2 separate regions of the Astyanax mexicanus genome follow, and region 2 is linked to region 1. The links are chromatin contacts, called in public Hi-C maps. All regions are on one chromosome and are shown on one strand. The core of a region is the stretch at or near the end of the contact, and the rest is flanking DNA. Distances in the headings are between cores, read along the strand shown.

Region 1 (7,136 bases), core at 3,347-5,846:
GTGAGGTTGGGAACCTGTAGTGCTTTCGGTAATCCATGCTAAGTAGACCTTTAGTAAAAGGTATGTTGTATTACAACATTAGCAATGCAAGTCAAGGCAATGCAGCGATGTAGAAAGAAGAATCTATTTGTTTGAATCATAATTGAGAAAGAGGAAAGATATCTCAACAGGCAACACCTTACCGTTTAGTTAAGGACACTGATGCAATTATAAAGGTTTGGAGATATCCGTTACTCATTCTGTTGTGTAACAGTGCTGGTTCCAACCTGATTTAGGCTGTTGCATAAAGCATTGCACCAGATTTTCTAAGTGAAAATATAACCGTAACAAGAGTTGTGCTTATGCAGCCATTAAGTCCACCTCAGAAGCTTGCACCTAGAACACTGGAGCTTGTAAATGCCACATTAATTTTGTTCAAGTAGGTCTTAATAGTGAACAACACAAAAACCATCATAAAACTGCATTTTTTAAATGTATGTTGTTCTGTTTTCAAGGGTGAGCGGGTATTTTTTTCATTATTATTATTATTTTTTTTTCCCATTTTCTCCCCAATTTTGCACAGCCAATTACACAACCCACTCATTAGGACTCCTCCTATCACTAGTAATGCACCAACACACTAGGAGGGTCAAGACTAGCACATGCCTCCTCCGATACATTTGAAATCAACCACTGGATCTTTTCGAGCTGCTGCTGATGCAGCATTGTGAAGCAGACATCACTTTTTAGTGATGTGGGGAGAGAGCGCCATCTACCCACCCGGAGGGAGCAGGACATTTTGTAGCATGTACTTTTCTATTTCAATGTGTATAAAAGTAAACCATTACAAATAGATTGCTGCTAGATAGAGTTAGTCTTAAATTTCTGGATGTGTTTATTTATGATAATTTTGCACAAGATGTATAGTATGGGTTGTGATCTCTTTAATATCAAACAATGTTATTCCTTTAGGTTGACAAGCGACACCACACTCCAAGAGGGGCCTGGAACAGTGAGGAGCACATCGTACAGGGCACTGGGATTCTGATTAAAGCCATCACAGATATTCAGAAAAAGTTTCCCAGCTGGCCCAAAGAACATCAGTTTAAAGGTACTCTGAGTTTATAAGGTGTATTGCCTTTTTATACAATATTATGCAACAGGCACAAGGTACACTTTCATAAGTATTTGCCCCCGGATTTCTTTTGTTTTTGCATTTTTGTTATACTTACCTTTTTCAGAATATCAGACAAATATAACCTAGGTAAATATTAAAAGCACTTTTTAAATGATGATTTCATTTATTAAGGGACAAAAACTATCCAAACCAATCTAGCCCTTTGTGAAAAAGTGTGTGCAAACCCTCCAATGTGGATGACTTAAAACATTTCTGTAAGGAAGAGTGGAACATAATATATATATATATATATATATATATATATATATATATATATATATATATATATATATATATATATATACTGTTGGTTATCCCAGTTTACCTATTGCATTTTCTTTATACATGTTTTGTTGTTTTGTAATTTAGGAGGAATTGCTGCCTACAACTTTGGTGTAGATAACGTTCGCACATACGAGCGAATGGACATTGGAACCACGGGGGACGATTACTCCAGTGATGTGGTCGCCAGGGCCCAGTGGTTCAAACGCCATGGCTACTGAGAGGCTACTGAGAGGTTACTGAAATGATACAATGATTACTGGATTTTGGATTATAAAAAGTGTATTTGTCTATGTTCAGATAGGCACTGCATCTTGGTTGCTACCTTTACTGCACTTCATGCTTTAATAACCCCCAACAATTGATACAGTACAATATAACCACATAATTTGTGGTTAATCGTTTAATAGTTCTATAAACATTTTAAATGAACATTTCATTTATAACTATGGTTATTCAATTTATGGAATAAAATATAATCGCATGATTAGTTAATGTCAGCTCATGTGGGACATTTTCATGAATTAGGCAAACCTTTAGATTTAAATGCTCAAGCTTTGTATTGCAAAATCAATAAAATGTTCTCATGAAATCAACTGTTCACCTTTGCACCAGTAATTTCTGTATCTTATTGTCTTTACCTTTTTATACGAATCAGTAGTTATTCACATGGTAAACAAATCATCATAATGAATTTATCATAGCCTACCTAATACTGGGTCAATTATTTTATTCCAGTTTTTATTTAAATTTGCTTCCCGTTTATTTTTTGTTTGTAGGGGAAAGAATGTCTGATGATAAAATATTAAGAAAATAATATTTCTTAATATGTATTAATACTTACTAAGGGGCCATTAACATTGCTTTTACAAGTTTTTTTCAGTAATTTAGGAACATAACAACGTCCAAAGAACTGCAGGCCTCACTTGCCTCAGTTAAGGTCAGCATTCATGACTCCACCATAAAAAAAGTGACTTGGCAAAAATGGCCTGCATGGCAGAGTGCCAAGATAAAAAACATTTCTGATAAAAAATAAGGCAATTTAAGGCAATATGATGGTGGAAGTATGAGGACCTGGAGAACTAAATGAAACCATGAACTCTGCTGTCTACCAAAAAGTCCTGAAGAAAAATGTCCGGCTGTCTGTTCGTGACCTCAAACTAAAATGAACTTGGGTTCTGCAGCAGGACAATGATCCAAAACACAACAGTAAGTCCACCTTTGAATGGCTGAAGAAGAAAAAAAAAAGTGGCCTTTGGAGTGGCCTTGTCAAAGTCCTGACATGAATCTTATTGAGATGCTGTGGCATGACCTTAAAAAGGTTGACCCGACCAGTTATTAGGTTTAGGATGACCTTTTTCACACAGGGCCATGTAGGTTTGGATTTTTTTTCTCCTCGTTTAAAAACCGCATTTTGGCAGGCTAAGCGCTGCCACTATAATCAGGAGATTGCCAGTTCGAATCTTGTTCATGTAGCTTGCCATCAGCAACCGGAGCCCTGAGAGAGCACAGTTGACCTTGCTCTCTCTGGGTGGGTAGATGGCGCTCTCTCCCCACATCACTCCAAAGGATGATGTCCGCAGCACGAGGCGTCTGTGCAGCAGCAGTTCAAAAATAGGCTGACATTACGTTTATTGGAGGAGGCATGTGCTAGTCTTCACCCTCCTGTTGGGGCATCACTAGTGATATGGGGGAGTCCTAATGAGTGGGTTGGATAATTGGGGAGAAAATTGGGGAATCCCTTTTTAATGGCCCCTTTTAAAATTTAATGGACCCTTAAAATCTCTCAGTACTTTGTATTTTGTTTAAAAATAGCATATTTTCTTAATATTTTCTCATCCATTCCATCACAAACAAAAATGAAAAAAAAGGATATTTTAATACAGCTTGGAATTTAGATAGCTTTGCCAATATAAAGCACTATTTTGAGCTTCATAATAAAGGTCTCATGGCAACTTATATTAAAATATACTAAAATATTAAAGAGCATACATTATTATATTTTAATTTTATTTTTTTACATTATTTGAATCTTATTTTTAAGCATTTTAAGCAGGGCTGGTATATTCTATTATCACAGAGCAACATATTTTAGGTACTAAAAAAGATTTAGAGTGTAGTTACTTCATAAAACATATTTCAGTAGCCTTTAATCTTTTGAAAATAACCTTAGGTATGTGTGACCTACAGCTCTGGAAAAATATAAGACACCACTTCAGTTTCTGAATCAGTTTCTCTGATTTTGCTATTTATAGGTATATGTTTGAATAAAATGATTATTCATGTTTTATTCTATAAACTAATGACAACATTTCTCCTAAATTCCAAATAAAAATATTGTAATTTAGAGCATTTATTTGCAGAAAATGAGAAATAGCTGAAATAAGAAAAAAGATGCAGAGCTTTCAGACCTCAAATAATCCAAAGAAAACAAGTTTATATTCATAAAGTGTAAGAGTTCAGAAATCAATATGTGGTAGAATAACTGAAAATGTTTTTTAATCACAGTTTTCATGCATCTTGGCATGTTCTCCTCCACCAGTCTTACACACTGCTTTTGGATAACTTTATGCTTTAACTCCCGGTGCAAACATTTTAAGCAGTTCAGCTTGGTTTGATGGCTTGTGATCATCTAACTTCCTCTTGATTATATTCCAGAAATGTTTTATTTGGTTAAATCAAAGAAACTTATAATTTTTTTATTTTAAATGGTCTCTTATGTTTTGTTTTTTTTCAAAGCTGTATATCTGTAACTGTTTATTGTCATTTTTAGGTGAATAAAGGTGTATCAATCTATATAAAGTTGGTCTAAAGATATAGAGAATTACAGCATCTGTTACTGGCTGATGTTCATTGCAGGGGGGTTTAAGTCAATTAAATATAATTGAATTTTAAATACTTTTATGATGAATGTGATGTTGAATGTGATTAAATGTGACAGCACTAAGAAAATAAGAATATATTAAATTAAATAAATTTATAAAGTGGGCGTTTCTGCAGAATTTCCAAAATATAAAGCAATTATAAAAAAGTACTTTTTATACAGTAAAATGTTACAGATGACAGATGTTAATGTGAGTGTGGTGTGAGACGGGCTTCCCCCGGCAGGGGGCGCTGCTCAGCCTCTCTCTCAGCCTCAGCCTGGGTAGCTCTCAGCTCTCAGCTCAGCTCTCAGTGGAAGTGAGAGAACAGCTCGTATAATTAGAGGAAAATCACGGGTGTTTCGCGCTTTGATGGAGAACCACCGAACTCTGCTGCTTCACTGATCCTGTGAGTACGCTCTGTGTTACTGTGTTATCTGAGCTTCTTCAGTCTGTACTGAACTGGCTCGTTGTTTTCCTGCAGTGTTGTTATTAGTAGTAAGAACAGCAGAGCTGTTCCAGGACAAAGCAGCGGCAGCAGCAGATGAGAGAGAGAAAGAGATGTTGTTGAGTAAAGAGAAACATCTCAGTGGTTCTCGTGAATTCTCGCAGTTTGTAGGAACTTTGTGTTGTTTTAAGAGCAGCCCCGGACTTCTGTCGTTAGTTTCATGTTTACGCTTTTTCCCACAGTGCCGCTTTCAGCAGCTGAGTGAGATAAATGCCTCTAATATAACCAGGTTAGTTTAGTAAAGTTGTAGACTAATGACAGAACTGTCAGTTTCAGGTCTAATAATGATACGAGTTTCTGTATAAAAAGCCGTATTGTGACAACAGTTAGGATTTACACTTTAATATGGATCTTTAAAGTCTTTAAAAGCGTCAATCAGCAGCACCTCTGGAAATAGGTTTATGAACTTAAACACTGTATTTAGAGAGGTCTGCTTCCACCACTGCAGACTCACAAAGCTTGGTTAACTAGCTTTTAGCCTTTATTCTCTTTTATTATGACAGTTTTAATATGTCCTTACACTGTAAAAAAAAACATTTATATATATATATATATGTATACAGCTTTTGTTAGTGCTTTTAACTAATCTATTGAAAAAAAACATATTATTGTTAGTATTTTTGTGTAAGAAATATTAGCAACATTTTCTGTAATTTAACAAAAAAATTCAGTTGTTCTTTGGGTACAAATCCTTTAAAATACTGTTTAACTGCACAGAAAAATAAGGTGAAATGTGGTATACAGTATTTTTCATAAAAAAATTAAAAACTGATTTTAAAATACATCAATAAGCAAATATTTTTTTAAAAAGTGCAGACTATCTATGGAAAGAGTTAATCCTGTACTGAATCTGTGATTTATGATAATGTAAAGTCAGATCTGATGAAAACATTTACTGTAATGCTTTTTGTGTGGATGTTTGTAAATGTGCTTATTTGCATGAATTCAGTATAAATTGTCATTCTTCCACTGATTTCACTCTCTGTTAAGATAATGTAACACACATATGGGTTGTTTTGATTTTGGTCTGATTTCACTGTCTAAAATGACAGAAAATGCAGTCTTACACTGTATTGTATGTACTAAAGGGGGATTCTACTGATTTTCCAAAGGCTCTCTCCTTAATCTTGGATTTTTAATTTTTTGTCATTTTAAATTTATTTTAGAGACATGTACTGATTTCTGACTGCCAGTTTCTGTACAATGGTAGTGATAATAACCAGTTATTATCTACATTAACCGTGTCTACATCACCCTTTAAATTACTATCCAAATCTTCTAATTAACCTACAAGTGTCTCCTGACAAGTGTCTTTTATTATATAACACCAAAAAAAGGTCACACACTGGCATTGTTTCAATAAGGTTCTGCAATGTCACAAGATTTATTTCAATCCAGTGTTGCATTAATTTTTCACCAAAATCTTGCAGCAGCATTGAAGATGGTAGAGTCTGACCACTGCACAAAGCCTTCTCCAGCACATCACAAACATTCTCAATGAGGTTAAGGTCTGGACTCTGTGGTGGCCAAATCGTGTGTGAAAATGAAATGAAAATGATGAAATGATCTCATGCTCCCTAAACCACTTTATCACAATTCCAGCCCCATGAATCCTGACATTGTCATACAGTTGCTGAACCTAGACTTGACCAACTGCAGCAGCCCTAGATCATATGCTCAATTAAATCCAGGTGGCGACTTTTTTTTTTTTTGCCAGGCAGTGTAATATTATTGTGTTTAATCTATTAATATTTTTCCCCTTTGTATGTTTATGTGCTATCCCTGTAAAAACATAGTACCACATCACTTGTTTCCGCCCAGTCTTCAACACTGAAACACTGCGTCCCAAAGCCTAAGCTGCATTGGAGATAGGGCTGGTCCTTAGTAGCACTGTTCTATAAAGACTCCTCAGAAGTCTGTTGGACACACATATGAAACAGTGTAACAGTCCACCTCTTACAATTGAGGAGAAAAACTTCTGTGAAAGGGAATTGTATATATAAAAACAATTCCGGTCCACAGGCTTTGTTTTTTATTCTGTTCACCCAATTTTTGTTGTGCTGCTTGTTCCCCTTCATGTTGTACTTGTGCAGAGAATTGTGGGGAAAAACTGAGGGCAAGGAAGGCAGCATTTCTCAGCTGAATACGAAGGGTCCTTCACTTTTGGAACAATGTTCCATGATGTAATGGCTGAGAAATGGAGTGTACCTTGACTGCAGCCTAGGGTTTGGGATGGTTGTCGTTTATTGAAATAATAGTTCATTAATCGTAATTGAAAGAAAATATTGAATTAACCCTGATAATAATTTAAGAGTAGGGGTGGACAATG
Region 2 (7,427 bases), core at 862-3,361, 42 kb after region 1:
GAGCTAGTGCTTAGCGCAATTAGCGACTAATGCTAATACTGCTCCAGTCTCGGTGCTGGAGATCTAAACTAAAACTCCTGTATAAAGCTGTAGTTCAGCGGAGTGGCTTTACTGCTCCTTACAACCTGACTGGTAGAATTCATACATAAAATGCAATGAATTATATGGCGCAATGACAATTTTTGGGAAAATTAAAGAATTTTAAGTGCTTGAGGAGGTATTCCAATACTTTTGTCCTAGAAATCGATCACTATGCACTGAGAAGCTCAACTACAGGAATAAAGCAAACTACCCTTCTAAGTCAATGTATACAAATATGCCAGTTAGTCTGCCAGCCCGTTTACATTCCTGCATTTCAGAGGTGCTCTAAAATGTTCTAAACACAACCGCCTGCCTGTTTCCACACCAGGGAAAAAGAAGTCCAAATTCCAGACGTTCAAGAACTTCTTCGCTAAGAAGAAGAGGAAGGAGCCGGCTGCTCCCGTGGGGGAGAGTGGGTTGAAGTCCAGTCAGTCCAGTGATGATGTTAACACTCCTGAGCCCACCCCCACGCTCTCTGACAAAGACAGCGACTCTGGGTAAGAGGATGATTATTTAAAATCAATTCTCTCTGCATTGTTGTATTCAGCAGTTCTTTGTGGTGCTGAGCGAGGTGTTATCAATGACAAGATAACTACTATTGACTGTGCATCATGGACTGTACATTGGAGAGCTAATTTTAGCAGCATTATCGATAACACACAGCACTCAGTTATGCTTTAACTGACTGGTATTTTAATACAAAAAGAGCCCACACATAGAAAAACTAAAAGAAGGTGCTCATTGAATGTATGTAAACATTGCTATTTTTTCTAAACATACAATATCTCTCACTCACCAATCCAAACAATCCATATATAGTGTTAAAGCTTATTATTTACACATAGTATATCCACCGATTCAGCCTTCAACCGTTACTAACTCACCCGTTCAAACTGAAGTTATAAACAGTGTTTTTTAACCCACACTGCTTATTGAGTAAAGCACTATTCATGGAAGCCAATGAGATCAAAGATATTTACATACATATTGAGGAATGTTAAATGCTCACAAAGGTTTGGAAATTTAATGTGCCATCTATCTGCCACCCACTCTCAAGATATTAGACTTAAACTCTGATAATTCACATCACCTTACCTTAAGCATGCTAGACATTGTTCAGCCTCGATCACAATATAACACCTCACAACTTATACATGTCAGGGTATAAATAGATCTTATGGAAATTATTATAATTTCTATAGTTATTATACCAGCTGTATATCCCTCGTCAGTAGTGATTACAACACCTGGAGGGTGAAGACTAGCAAATGTCTCCTCCGATACATGTAAAATCTGCCACCACCTCTTTTCGAATGGCTGACTAGCATCACAGCACACTCGGAGGACTCGGTTCTGATACATCAGCTCACAGACACCTTGTGCTGCAGACATCACCCTAGGAGTGATGTGGGGAGAGAGCACCATCTACCCACCCAGAGAGAGCAAGGCCAATTGTGCTCTCTCAGGGCTCCGGCAGCTGATGGCAAGCTACATGACCAGGATTCGATCAGTATCACGATCATAGTGGCAGTGCTTTAGGGATTATAAAAATATAACAATGTTTACATGCTATAATAAACAATTTCGTTTGTTGGTATTCAGCAACGATAGCTTTTTGTTCTTCTTAAAAGACCATATACCTTGATTATTGTTGCAAATATAAAATATTTACTGTTAAGTTTTTTTCCCCTTTATATTGTAGACAAATAAACATACAAAGAGCAGTCCATCCACATAGCTAAACCTGAGGAATCCTGCAGCGAGCTGTTTTGTGTTACTTCAGGAATGCAGTGTTTACTCAACCATATCCCAAATTATTGCTTTGTCTGCGCATGCAAACACCTCCTCAACACCAACAAAATGTGCGAGTCAGGAGTGTCAGAGTGCAGAACTGCACTGCCGATGTCTACAGGCCTCCAGCTCCATGTAAGGCACATTTTTGTGCTGAGTTCAGATGTGCAGCAGGGAATTAGCCAACGCTCTCCCACTGGCATGATCAGCTGTATAATAAACACGCTGTTTTTCTATGTGAGAGAGAGCCAGAGCTGAGTGCTTTGCAATCCGAGGAAACCACTCTGGGCTGGGGGGATGGGGAGCAGACTGGGCCAAATATGTGTTAAAGCTAGAAGTCATGGATTGTGCAAACAAAAAATGGTTCATTTATAAGGTTTATTTATACTTGTTCTCAGCAGTTTAGATAAAGTCTATGAAAGAATATAACAAATGTCAAGCAGTGCTGTTGCTTGACATTATTTTCAAATGTAAATATGTTGGTTCATATGGTTTCGTTTAAAGTATAAAGGAATAGTAATTTTAATGCCTAAGGAAAGATTTTGATTGACTAGCCTTTCACAATGCCAGCACACTGCAAAGTCAGGTAATTCAAACCCTTTGTAGTTAAATGTAACAAAAGTTTTAAAAAGGCCCATTTTGGGATCTCCCTAAAGCTCCCATATTTACGTACAGTGGCTTACAAAATGTTTCATACCCCTTAAAGTTTTTTTTTCAAATTTTGGAACCTTACAACCACAAACCTAAATGTATTTTATTGAGATTTTATATTGTAGAAGAACACAAAGCAGCACATAATAGCACATATAACTGAAGTAAAATAAAAATGATAGATACATTTTTAAATGTTTAATCAAATAAAATCTGTAAAGTGTGATGTGCAAAAATATTACAAATTACATATGGCTCTACCAGCTTACACAAGCTCTACCAGCTTTGCACATCTAGAGCTTGAGATTTTTGCCCATTCTTCTTTGTAATATAGCTCAAACTCAGCCAAGTTGGATGGAGAGCATCTGTGAGCAGCTGTTTTCATGTCTTGTCACAGATGTTTAATGGGATTTTCTTCAAATTCTTTAAACTTTAAATAGAACTAACAATACCAATGTTTATTGGTCTATTCATTAGAATATTTTGACTGTCAACAAGGGCTACACAATATTGGGAAACAAATGCCTTGCTATACATCATTTTTCTGCAGTGTATATTTTGCAATATTAGGAAATTTTTAGGGAATTTTAACCAGATTTGATTTTTGTTTCAAAAAACAAAAAAGCTGTAGCATGCTGTGCTTGATATACTTTAACATTGCCCCAGACTTTGCACATTGTACGTATGTGACTATTTCACAACCTCAAAATGCATTAACAATGCTAAATTAATATATTGTGCCGCCTGTGAAGCTGTTAAGAAACTGAGCTGAAGTGAGTAGGGTTCTCTGAATGTGCTCTGTATCTGATCACCATTATTTTCATCATTTAATTCACTGATATGTTATAGTTGTATTATATACTTAAAAGTAGATTTTATCTCAGTTAATTAGCCAATAGAAATGCTCCAGATTGACAAAAGATTCACATTGACTTCTTCTTCTGACAGTTAAGAAGTTCTTCTGCAAGTGTTCTAATATAGTAAACTATACAAACAACCCATTTGTCTTTTTTAAAGGTCCAAGATCAACATGGGGAACAAGGCTTTGTCACATGACAGTGTATTCGCCTCTGAATCTCCCTGTTCCGAAACGAATGAAGCTCTCCGAGCCTCCCAGGACAGCATACATGGGAAAGTCAAATCCCTGCAGGTATAGTAGCACTTTCTCAACGCAAGCTTTTAATGTTTTCTTCATTATAAGTTATAGGATTTTTTTAGCTCAGAGATTCAGCTCTGTTTACATGTAAACAATTGTTATATCAGTGGTCAGTGTCCAGCTAAGCCCTGTCTGAATGGTCAGTCGTATGTGTAGAGCTGACAGAATGGGCTCAGATGCGGCCAGTGTGTGTATCTCCTCTGCAATCCTCTTCACTTTAATCAGTATTAGACTTGGCACTCCGTCAGTTCCCGGTATAAAATTAGCAAGCGTGTACATAAGCCCCTAGACACAGGCTTGATGTGTTGGGTTTTGACATCTCTCATCTAGCTCAGTTCTCACAGAGACGAGTGCTTTCAAGGTGACTAGATACAAACACAACAAAGACTGAAGACCAAAGGAAAGATCTGAACACATTAGTCAGAGAGATTTGTCAGCGCTGTATTATTACATGTATCACTGCTATAGAGAAAGGGTTTTAGGGACTCTAATCTTTAGTCTTTTCTCACAGAGTACATCATGATTTATGAAGACCTACAAGACTTCAGTCATTTTTAGCCCACTTTAACTAATGCCTCAGTCTCCACAGTGTCTGCTGGCTTGGGCCAAATGTGACAGCACAGTTTTTGTTATGGTTAAATTCGAATGGGAATTTATGGCACAGTGATAGTTACAGTGTAGTTAGGAATATTTATTGCGTAGCATGTATAATCAAGCCTTTACGATCCCTTTAAAGGGTCAAATGAAGAAACAGTATGTGGCATGTCTGAGGATGGGAGTGGGCACTTTTACTGATCTTTAAGACTCCGTAGAGTACATCGTTTCAGCACTGCAATGAAAGAAGTAAAAAATATTAAAAAATAAATAGTTTGTGGGTTTGTGATTATCACAATCTCTTTGATTTTGAGTATCTGCGGATACAGAGTCCCAATCCGATACTTTTGTAATGCAGTAAAAGAAAAAAAGAAAGAACATATTCAAGTTGTCCTTTAAGTAATTTTTTGGCCCCAATTTCTAATCACATGATCTGAGCAAGGACATCCTTAGAGTGCATACATTTTTACAGGGTTGTCACACAATGTAAAGCTTCTACAAAAAACACATAAGTTGCTTGATGGTTCTGGTCCAAGGCTTAGTCAGATGTTCTCTCCACAGCTGCAGCTGAAGCAGGCGATCCGACTTGGCTCTCCGCCGGCAGTCGTCTCTGTGAGGAAGGGCGAGGATGCGGGAGCTGTGTCAGAGGATGATGGTCTGCCCTGCAGCCCACCAGAGTACTCCACCCTCCATACTGTTCTGGCAACTTCCTCTCAAAGGGTACAGTTTCCTACTGCCACATCTGCTCTCTCTGTTCACCCCATATAACATCAATAGGCCAAAACCTGTTTGTAGCTACAAGGCCTAATGCCTAGGGTTCAATATGTATAGTTTAACTGTATATAGGCCTTTCACAGTAAATGTTTGGACAATATATTGTTCCAGAAATAATAATTATTGTAATTTTAAGAGAGTAATACATTTACCATAATTTTTGCACTATAGTGTTCACTTAAAATACTTTTACTTAAAATACTATTTTTCCCAAAAATCAAAAGTGCACCTTTTAATCCACTGCGTCTTACGTATGAATTTTACCAGTCAGGTTGTAAGAAGAAGTAAAGCCACTCTGCCAAATTGCAGTGTTATTGGCTTGTAGCCTGCTCCTAAACCCGGCTTTCACTGCTGGAGCAGCATTAGCTTTACCTGCTATTTCCGCATTCAGAGGGGAGTATTCTTAGCCTGTAGCCTGCTACTAACCCTAGCTAGCTAGCTATTACAGTTTCTTTACTTAGCTTAGCTTTACTTAGTTAGCTACCCCTAACATTTTAATATATATTTAAAAATCACATAAATAAACACAAAAACAAGTGAAAACTAAACAGAAATATTGACAAATTTGCTTCAGTGGTCTCTACCTGCTTAGTAAACACAATAGGCAATATTGTGGTCAGAATAGTTAAGGTTATGACAATATATTGTACAATTAGTCATTAAAATTAACAATTACCATTGTGACAGGCCAAGCCGTATAAAATGCACTTTCTTGGCATGTTCACATTCTGTTTTACATAACAGAATTGATACATTTTAGCTCAATATGTTTTAGGAGCTGCTAAAATGTAAAGAAACACACTCTTGAATGTCAGACACCAGTGATCAGGCATGTGAATGGATCAGGCTCTCAGCAGCGTGTGATAGTATCTGACATCACGGGGCCCGAGTGCAGACACAGGAAGCTCCCTGCTGAGTTGTCTAACTGGATTAAGCCTGATGCTTGTCCTCACTCAGCTTTGGGCCGAGCTCTCTGTACCTGTCTCCTCTCTCCATTCATGTCCTTCCTGCTATGGACACCATGTCCCTGCCTGCCCTGTGTGGCTTACACGCGAAGCAAAAATAGTGAAGAGCTTGCCATTAATCCGCATGAAAGGGTCTTGAACCAGTATTGCTGCTTCATTTAGACTAGCAGCGTCCATCAGTGACTGCCCTATAGTATTAACAGAAGCATCATTATATGTTTTGGCTAAATGACCTAGTCTTAAGTCCAGAATCATTGTTCTTGGAGTGAATTAGTGTCAAAACATTAAAACTTACATAACCTCATAACAAGTAAATGCCATAATATAAACTGACAGTTAACTTGAATAGAAAAACAAATACTAGGTCAAAAATTTGGGGTTATAAGGCACATTTTATTTATTTTCATTTTTCCAGCTCTAAGGCTGAGGACACTGAGGAATCCTACGTGTTTCGGAAAGTCAGGGCGATGTTAGTTAGCAGTTTGTCCCATGTAGCTTGTTTTAACACAGTAAATGCACAGGCTACAGGCCAATATACTCACCGATGAACCGCGAAAGAGCTGGTGCTTAGCATGGTTAGCGGCTAATGCTAATACTATAATAATGCTTTACTGAAACTCCTGTATAAAGCTGTATTTCAGCAGAGTGGCTTTACTGCTCCTTTCAACCTGGCTGGTAAAATTCATACATAAGGTGCACCAGATTATGAGGCAGACTGATGATTTTTGGGAAAATTAGCTAAAGGATTTTAAGTGTGTCTTATAGTGCAGAAAATACGGTATGTAAAAAATAATTCTAGTAAGCCCATTTTTATTTGTTATTTTTTTATTATCCCTGCACATATGCATACAGTATATACAGTATTTGGCCCACAGTATCCTTCAACAGCCTACACTCCTATAACTGCCTAGGTGATGCTTAAACTAGAAAAGTTGTTTTATTCCAGACTATTTTTGTAATGGGGCACAAAACAGGACAGACAAAAAAAATCTGAAAGATAAGCAGATACCAATTTTGAGTAGGGAAAATGCCACACTATAGCCACACAGATGGCAGGTACATTTTGGTACTGATTCTCCTAATTAGCACCAACTTTAAGCAAACATGCTTAGAGTTCCAGATCCAGGTCTTATTCTGTTAAAAATCCTTTTCTATGAAGGTACAAAAGAAATAGTATCATAGCATGCACTAAATATAAGGATTATGTACAAATGTAGTACATATAGTGTAGCACTATAGAAGCTGCAATGAATTTGAGTCCTAGTATCTTTGTCTCTTGTCTCTTCCAGTCGTCTGGTGTGGTCCAGAGAACCAGCTCCCTTAGCATCGAGGGAACAGACAGCGATGATGACCAGGTACAAACACTTCTCAATGGCTTCAAACAGAGAAAATACACCAAAAAAATAAAATTTCTG

Evidence for each region. A called contact is a pair of places that touch in the nucleus more often than the background predicts.
Region 2: a contact with region 1 is called in a Hi-C map of blood, with 4 times the contacts expected there. The contact joins the enhancer-like site here to the promoter of zgc:66433 in region 1. A contact is called at or near these places in 2 of 3 Hi-C or Micro-C datasets (blood and muscle).

What each region holds. Positions count from the first base shown.
Region 1 is chr10:22,228,468-22,235,603 of AstMex3_surface, forward strand. It overlaps zgc:66433 (DUF4592 domain-containing protein), which reads left to right and starts at 4,597. Exons shown (of 14, transcript XM_022683470.2): 1 at 4,597-4,708. It overlaps LOC103033097 (lysozyme g), which reads left to right. Exons shown (of 5, transcript XM_022683465.2): 4 at 952-1,090; 5 at 1,526-2,034. The coding sequence ends at 1,659.
Region 2 is chr10:22,273,075-22,280,501 of AstMex3_surface, forward strand. It overlaps zgc:66433 (DUF4592 domain-containing protein), which reads left to right. Exons shown (of 14, transcript XM_022683470.2): 4 at 410-578; 5 at 3,541-3,673; 6 at 4,835-4,993; 7 at 7,302-7,367. Among protein-coding and RNA genes, the nearest start is that of zgc:66433, 44 kb to the left of the region's middle. Within about 2 kb of position 2,112, the one cell type or tissue checked has an H3K27ac peak away from gene starts, as active enhancers do.